Linked DNA regions of Mus musculus: region 2 is linked to region 1. Evidence: chromatin contacts called from public HiChIP or PLAC-seq data. All regions are on one chromosome and are shown on one strand. The core of a region is the stretch at or near the end of the contact, and the rest is flanking DNA. Distances in the headings are between cores, read along the strand shown.

The links. HiChIP or PLAC-seq counts read pairs in DNA pulled down with a chosen protein or histone mark.
Region 2: an H3K4me3 HiChIP or PLAC-seq map of the SCID.adh cell line shows a contact between it and region 1, with 11 read pairs. The contact joins the enhancer-like site here to the promoter of Cep128 in region 1. A contact is called at or near these places in 1 of 39 promoter capture datasets (macrophages), 1 of 15 datasets of contacts at CTCF or cohesin (the NIH/3T3 cell line), 8 of 484 Hi-C or Micro-C datasets (Th1 cells, brain, brown adipocytes and 5 more), 4 of 115 datasets of contacts at active chromatin or transcription factors (the SCID.adh cell line and embryonic stem cells) and 1 of 9 other capture datasets (adipose tissue).

What each region holds. Positions count from the first base shown.
Region 1 is chr12:91,382,515-91,386,279 of GRCm38.p6, reverse strand. It overlaps Cep128 (centrosomal protein 128), which reads left to right and starts at 1,871. Exons shown (of 26, transcript NM_181815.3): 1 at 1,871-2,046.
Region 2 is chr12:91,420,667-91,424,630 of GRCm38.p6, reverse strand. The region is part of intron 1 of Tshr (thyroid stimulating hormone receptor); the gene reads right to left. Among named protein-coding and RNA genes, the nearest start is that of Tshr, 22 kb to the right of the region's middle. Within about 2 kb of position 1,315, at least 18 of the 459 cell types and tissues checked have an H3K27ac peak or open chromatin away from gene starts, as enhancers often do. A contact at or near this core is called in the SCID.adh cell line and uterus, where this site is marked.

The DNA.
Region 1 (3,765 bases), core at 622-3,121:
GACTTTACTACTTTTAATCCCCATACCATGCCACATCTGTTAATAAAGGCAGTTGATGTTAGGTATTAATTTAATCATGCATATACAAATTTCTAATCACAATTAACTCAAATCTTGTTTCTGTGGTCCCACCTGTGTCTTCAGAGGTTTTTTTTTTTTTTCTTTGTTTGTCCAATATCACTTTAAAACGGAGTCAATAGAACTGAACACACACAGCTGGACAACAATATTATTAACAATTAATTTTTACTAATGTAATGCACTCACGTATAACCAAAGTTATTCTAGCATTTGGGTAATACATTTTTGGCAGTTGATCAGATATACTTTCCTAAGGAAGGGTTTCTCTTGTGTTTCTACATAGATCCTGTGGCAGTGGTCTCCCCTCCACCACTGTCATGAATTGCTTCCATTCATCTCCTTCCATTGGCTCTAAGCAACTGAAGCAAAACAATGGTACTTTTAAATCTCTTCATTACCCCTGTGTCTTCTCTCTAGAAGACAGAATCCTAAGATGATTCAATATTCATATTTGCTAAACTGAATAAAATTATCTTGTGAAACTTAGCTATTAACGAACAGAGCCATTATGCCTCTGCAGGCATTGCTGGTATGGTTGTTCTGAATTAAGTTGCTCTCTGTGTCAGCTGTAGTGTCTTGGAGAGGCACAATTGTGGATGCAATTACTTAGGTAAATCTTTAGAAAAATTTATGCTTAAACTTGATAGGAAAAGCCTTTAAGTGAGCAGGGTGGGGACTTTGGGGGGAAGGAGATATTTTAAAAGGTCAGATCCATTTGTTTCAATCCCTAAGTGGGAAGATTAAGTGGGTAATTCATGATTCTAACATAAAATGTCCACAATAGAAAACCTAGATTATACAATGATCAGCAGTTCTCAACCTGTGCGTCACCATCAGAAAACATATATTTCCAATGGTGTTAGGAATCCCCAACCATCAATTTATTTTCATTGCCACTTCAAAACTGTAATTTTGCTATGGAGTGGTTTCTCAATTCCTATGACCATCAGAAATATGTGTTTTCTGAAGGTCGCTACTCACAGGTTAAGAAGCATTGATAACTGTTTTTTAGGCTTCAGGAAAACCTTCATAGATCAGATAAAATTTAATTCTAGCTTTGGGGAGGATCGAGTCTCTCTCTCTCTCTCTCTCTCTCTCTCTCTCTCTCTTTGACAGAGTAGAAGGAAAAGAAAGGTGCCTAATTATTTTTCACTTCTTAGTTTTTCTCAAAGCTCTCCTTCCTTAAGGTTTTAATTCTCTCATTATAGCTGAAACTGACTCCCCCCCCCACCCCCCCGAGCAGAAAACACTTCTTTCATTTTCTTGTGAGGACATAACAAGCTAGTAAGGAACATACTACCTCATATTGCATTTGTAGTTTGCCAGGGAGGAGAGGTGAGATCTTAGTCACTCCAGGCAGAGAGTGTTTCACTTGATAAACTTGTTTACTCCCCTCCAAGCCTTAAGCCATTAGAATAGGACGTTAAAGCGATTTTAAAATCTCACTGTTGGCTTTTATCCTTTGATGTGTCCTAATAAGTAAAATTACACTCAGTGTCGCGAGACATTTGAATTCACTTTCGAGCAGGAGTTTGCGGCTTCACAGGCTACTGGCCCTTAAAAAAAACAAAATTAGTGCGGGAAAAGAAGGCAGGGCTCCAGGTCTGTAAAGACCGCTTAGCCAGTTTCTTCCGGGAAAGGCAAGTAGAGGCCCTGCTCAGAGCATGCTGGGACTTGCAGTTTATCTCCTGTCATTTCCTGTTATTTCTTGCTACATCTCCCTGCTCTGGAGTGTGGGATGGACTACAGCTCCCAGAGGGCCAGGCGGCGGCGGCGCGTCTTGTGCTCTAGCGGTGCCTGGGCGGCTAGTTCAAGTTGCCATAGCTGCAAGTCCCGGGTGAGCGGAGTCGGTTGCGAGGCAGCGTTGGGTCAGTTGCACCTTCGGGGTCGCTGGTAGCCGCGGGAGCCGGGTGGGGCCTCGGTGATGATCCGGCGTTAAGAACTTGGAGTCACCTTGGGTCTAAGGTACCTGCCCTTCTCTGTTCTCTTGTCCTTTCTCTCATTTCCCCCTGCAGAGACATTTGCGTCCCACTTCCCCTTGTCCTAGGGTGGAGACACAAGATCTGCACGGGTACGCGGGGTGGACCGGGAGTGTGGGTGCAGTGTTTGGTGACGTGGGGGTCATGGCGTGTTTGCATCCCTCAGCAGCTCGTCCACGGTCAGGTCCTGGCCACCTCACTCAACGCGCCTTGTCCTGGCTTTGGAGCAGCTTGCCCAGGGCTCCCTCCTAGGCGCTTCAAGCTGTCTGACATTGGTTTTGACTGCCCCAGGGGTATAATTGGTGCATATCTCTGTCCTTTCGTCACTCGATTTTCCTCTGCTAAGTAAGGAGATGCCCGGGGTCATAGTGGTTAGTCGCCCCCTTTTGGAATTAATTAATAAAAATACCAAACTTTGAATCCCAGCTGCCAGTCAGGGTTGGTTTAAGGGAGTGGGTCTGTTAGGCAAAGCTCGATGTTGTAGCGTCCTTGTTAGGATTATGCAAAGCATTTGGCACAGTGCCTAGCACCTAGCAAATTCTCGTTACTTCTTCCTAAAACTTCCTGCGTCTAACAGAAATAGCATACGAACCGTTCAAGTGGTTTTTAGTTTTATAGTACCTGTATTACAATAAAAGTAAAAGGAAACTTCTGAGACTAATCTTAATTTATTTGGCCCAGGGCATAAAATGTACTGAAGTATATTTTACTTCACGTAAATATACAAGTAGCAAATATGAAACTTTTGTGTTGTTTGTTTGTTTGCTTATTTATTTATTTATTTATTTATAGATAGGGTTCCACTGTGTGGCACTGGTTGACCTGGAACTCACAGTGTAGCCCAGACAGGTCTAGACATTGCAGAGATCTACCTGCCTCATCCTCCACGTGCAGAGAGCAGAGGCTTCTGGTACTACCAGGGCCTTATGTTTTTTGATAATGGTATAGGATGTTCAGAATCTGGCATATACTGATATTTCATATTCATAGTGTGTATCAATTTGAGCTGGCCAGGTTTCTATTGTCATAGCCATATAACTGCTGCACTGGACAGGCAAGAGAGAAGATGAACTTTGACAGCTGTAGCTTGGTATAGGGCAGTGGTTCTCAACCTGCCAGTCGCGTCAGCATGGGGAATCACATGACCCTTTCACAGGGGTCACCTTAGACCATTGCAAAGCACAGGTATTGAAATTATAATTCATGACTGGAGCAAAACCACAGGTATGAAGTAGCAACACAGATAATTTTATGGTTGGAGGACCAACCCATGACATGAGGAACTGTATTGAAGGGTCGTGGCATTAGGAAGGCTGAGAACCACTAACGTAGAGAAATTTCATCGTGCCTAGGGCTCGTCATGTGATGAAGGCTGCTTTGTTAGATAAGTGTGTAGTAAGCCTTTGCTTAACTGGCCTCTTGAACATCTCCTAGTCTCACATCTCTTTTCTTTTCCCAGAATACCCTTCTTGGAATGCTTATTGAAGTATACAGATATCGGCTTTGTTAGATGATTTTTCTAAGGGTCCTTACAGTTTTAGAAGTAGCCATAAAGTGTTGAGAATCCTTTCTACCCTTTGCACTTTCCTACAACCAAATACACAATGCATTTGTTTATTTATTTGTTTGATCACTGTGAGAACTGATCCACCATACATATATAATATTGCCTTTAAAGAGGTGGAGGCTAGCCTAGACTTACAAA
Region 2 (3,964 bases), core at 66-2,565, 39 kb before region 1:
GAGAAGGGGAAGTTACTATTCGTGCTTACCTCACAGGACCTTTGGAAGTGGGGACAGTAACGGTTAAATGACATGTACAGTTCAAAATACCTACAAGATGGGGTTATTTTTCTTAACCGGTGAGAACCGGCTTTTGAGTCAGAAAGTTCTCTCTAGCTTGTGTCCTTGATTGAATTCTTCACCAAGCCCTCTATTTCTTCCTCTGTAGGTGGGAACAATGAAACCTACCAGTAAGGGCTGATGTGAGGATTAACTACACCACACACATAAACACACATACACATACATACACACACAGACACACATACATACACACATGTACATAATACACATACATACATATACTCACACATACATACACGGACACAGACACATACACACACAGACACAAAAGACACCCACACAGAAGCATGCACACATAAAAACACACATGCATACACACACACACAAATGCACAGAGAGAGTAAGAAAGCAAGAGCAAGCCAGGGAGCAAGTGAGCAAGAAAGACAGGGGAAGGGGAAGGAGAGGGGGAGGGGGAGGGGATGGGGGGAGAGAGATTAGTGACTGAGGCAGGAGCCAGGATTACTATCACTACTGCATCTTTACAGTGGAAGAAACAAACTGGGTAATTTAATAATTCGACACTCCACAAACCAGTGTTGTCTTAAACAGTTTTGGAGAGAGCTTATTTTCTTTTTCTCCCCATCTCATTAACCATCCATGGATCCATAGAATCAATTTATTTAGGGTTTCGAAAAACAAGAGCCACTGAGCTGTTAAGAGAAATTTGTACGAAAGAGACTTTCCGTTCTCAAAAGATCTTAGGCGAGAGACTAGTTTCCTACTGGTGTGCAGACAGAACCCAGGCTTTCCCCAGTAAGTCTCTTGTGGGGCTCTTTCTGGATGAGCACCCGGACAACAAACAGTGAGAGCGGAGGAGAGGAGCCGTCATCGGTGGACCGAAGCCAGCAAAGCTCATGAAGGCCTTGAGCCTGTGTCTACTGTGTATTCTTAATGTATAAAAACCACAAGGTGGGGCAGGCAAGCAAGCATGGTTAGGTCAGCAGACTGTCCATTGTTTCTGCTCTTTCTCTGGGTCATTCAGCTCCAGTTATCTGAAATCACGCTTGGCGAATAGGCAGCACAAAGAGTGCCTTAAGCAAAGCACTAAATAAGTCAATAAACCACCATCTAAAAGATCGGTCTTTTCTACCTCCAACTTGAACAGCACTTCTTCCTGCAGAGAGCAGACCTGAATTCACAGAGACTTCCTGGTGCACCCAGGAAGACACTGGGGGAGCTGAGGCGTCTTCTGGGGCTCCCTCTGCTGGTTAGTTGAAGGCTTCATTTGGCAGAGCAAAGCTCTGCGGGATGCTCTCCAAATTAACAAGATATGGTCAGAGAGAGGTAGAAAATTAACAGTGATAAATCCTGGGAGTCTAGGTCATCATGTAGCCCAATAATTCATTTAAAAGTGATTCAAATCTCAGAGGAAAGAGGTGGCTTATTGGTAAAGCAAAGGCTATCAGAATGCTCAAATAAGGCTTCTGGGTTTGTTGTTGGGGCCTTGGGATTTAATTGACATTTCACAGACAGGAACAAGAATTGTTGATTCAATTTCTGCTGATGTCTTTATTTAATTCGATCCTTTTAACAGAACACTATAACTTCTTGCATAGAATGTAGGTTATTTATAAGGGCACAAAAAGTATTTTTTTTTTAACTGATGGATATTAAAGGAGAATAGACTAGAATAGAATTCTCTATTTTTTAAATAAAGAATTTAGATCAAATCAAGCAGAACCAACAAGGAACTGAGTTTTGGGATCGTTTCCTTTTAAGACTTGCACAAAGCACATAGACATTCCAGGAAATCATGTTACTTTCTCTGCAGAACATCCTACACAGGGAAATGGAAATGGATAATGTCTGATTTATATATAGACTGCTTAGCCCGAGCGAGAAGGGTCCCAGTTATCTGGCTGTGTGGTATGGATGCGATGACATCCTTTGGAGAGCAGAGAGAAGGCAGAGCAGCAGCTCCCAGAGTGAATGAGGCTGCACCTTCAGGTTGGAAATGTTTGCGAGGTGGGTGAACTGGTTCTCACCCCAGTGTCTGTGGCGAGTTGTGAATAGTGCAGCCTAATTGCAATTTATGTAGGGATAGCCTTAGCCCCTGTAACAGTTACTTTTCTGTTACTGTGATAAGACAGCATAATCAAGGCAACCTGTAGAAGGTAAGGTTTATCTGGGGGTATGGTTCCAGAGGAGTAAGAAGAGTCTGTCGCCATTACCGTGGGGGAGGTTCAGCTGCAGGCAAGCCTGGCAGCTGGGGCATTCCAATGAGAGCTCCCATCATAAGGAGCAAGCAGGGGAAAGAACCGAAAATGGCTCATGGCTTGGAAGCCTCACACCATGTTCCCACTGATAGACGTCTTCCAGGAAAGCCATACTTTCTACCCCTCCTCAAACAGTTCCACCACCGAGGGGCCAAGTATTCAAATATCAGAGCCTGTGACGGACATTCTCATTCCAACCACCACACCCACTAAATAGCCATTCCTTGCCTACTGGGCAGACCCTAGCATCCTGTAACCAGTAGATACAAACCTTTTGGGATACATTAACAAAACCATAGGTTCTGCCAACCAAGAAACTACGAGTCATCAGCCAACACGGAAAGCTCATAGGATTTTTCCACTTTGCTGTAGCCACTTCGGTTTCCACAAAGGTTATCTGAAAAGCGCCTTGTTTCATGACCTTTCCCTCCTCTCCGTTATTATAAAAACACTCCATGAACGTGCTTTGACACCAGAACATGAATTTGGCTCTTAGGCTATTGTGCTATTTTGTTATGGTCCCACATTTATTTCCCCCCAAGTCCCAGGATTCCACATGTTGACATATTGTGCCCTTACGGACTTGTGGACTGGGTCACAAGTTAGAGCTGTGGGCTGTAACCATGCTGTCGCTGTGGGATGTAGCCTTGCGGTCTTCTTGGTGTCAGTTCACTTAGAGCAGGTCCCATACCATGTGCCATCTGCTACCTGTCTACAGGCACTCCTGTCAGTTTGCAGACTGTCAAACGAACCTTTGTGAGCTCATTTGTCATCATTGGCTAACACGCCCTCTGGCAGTCACATTATCCTTTAGTTGCCCTTGCTCTGCTCTAAACTTGGCTTTTTAATGCCCCCCTCACGCTAAAGTTTATCCTTAATCCCTAGACTTTTCTTTTCCCCTCTCCTCGCTAGGATCTGCAATAAAATCCGGGAAGAGTGGCAGTGTTAACGATAAAATGAAGCATAATCTCTTCATCTGTCACTATTAATTATCTTCAAGTTTTGTTCTCCACCGACAAAATTTGTTTCTTTTCTTCCTCTTTCTAAATGGACCCAGACCTGGTTATTGAACGTCTGGACTGTGATTTTTTTTTTTTTTAAGAAAAATATTCAGGGTGTCTTGAAGTGTTACACGAGTTCTCAAGTCTGCTCTCTGAGTAGGGAAAGCTTCTTGCCTGGGGAAGGGGAATGCTCCCCCTCTCTTGAGTGTGCACTGGTGAGTAACTTTCACTAAGAGTGTGAGTTGCATAAGAGGGTAGAGAGTTACAGGCTAAAAAGATGGATTAGGAGGTGGCAGAGAGATGCAGGGGTTACAGTAAGCAGTGTGTGCTATATGCATTATGGAATTGTCAAAAAAAAAAAAGGTCAGTAAAACTATTTTTAAACTACTGGAAAGATAAAAGGATGGACTTGTTTGTATTTTATTGAGAAGTGAGAATCTATCTATCTATCTATCTATCTATCTATATATCTATCTAACTATCTCTCTATCTATTTCTTTGTAGAATAGTGTTTCTCAGCCTGTGTGTAGTGACCCTTTTGGGATTCAAATGACCCCTTCACAAGGGTAGCCTAAGACCATCAGAAAACACTTTATGATCTGTAACAGTTGCAAAGTTATAGTT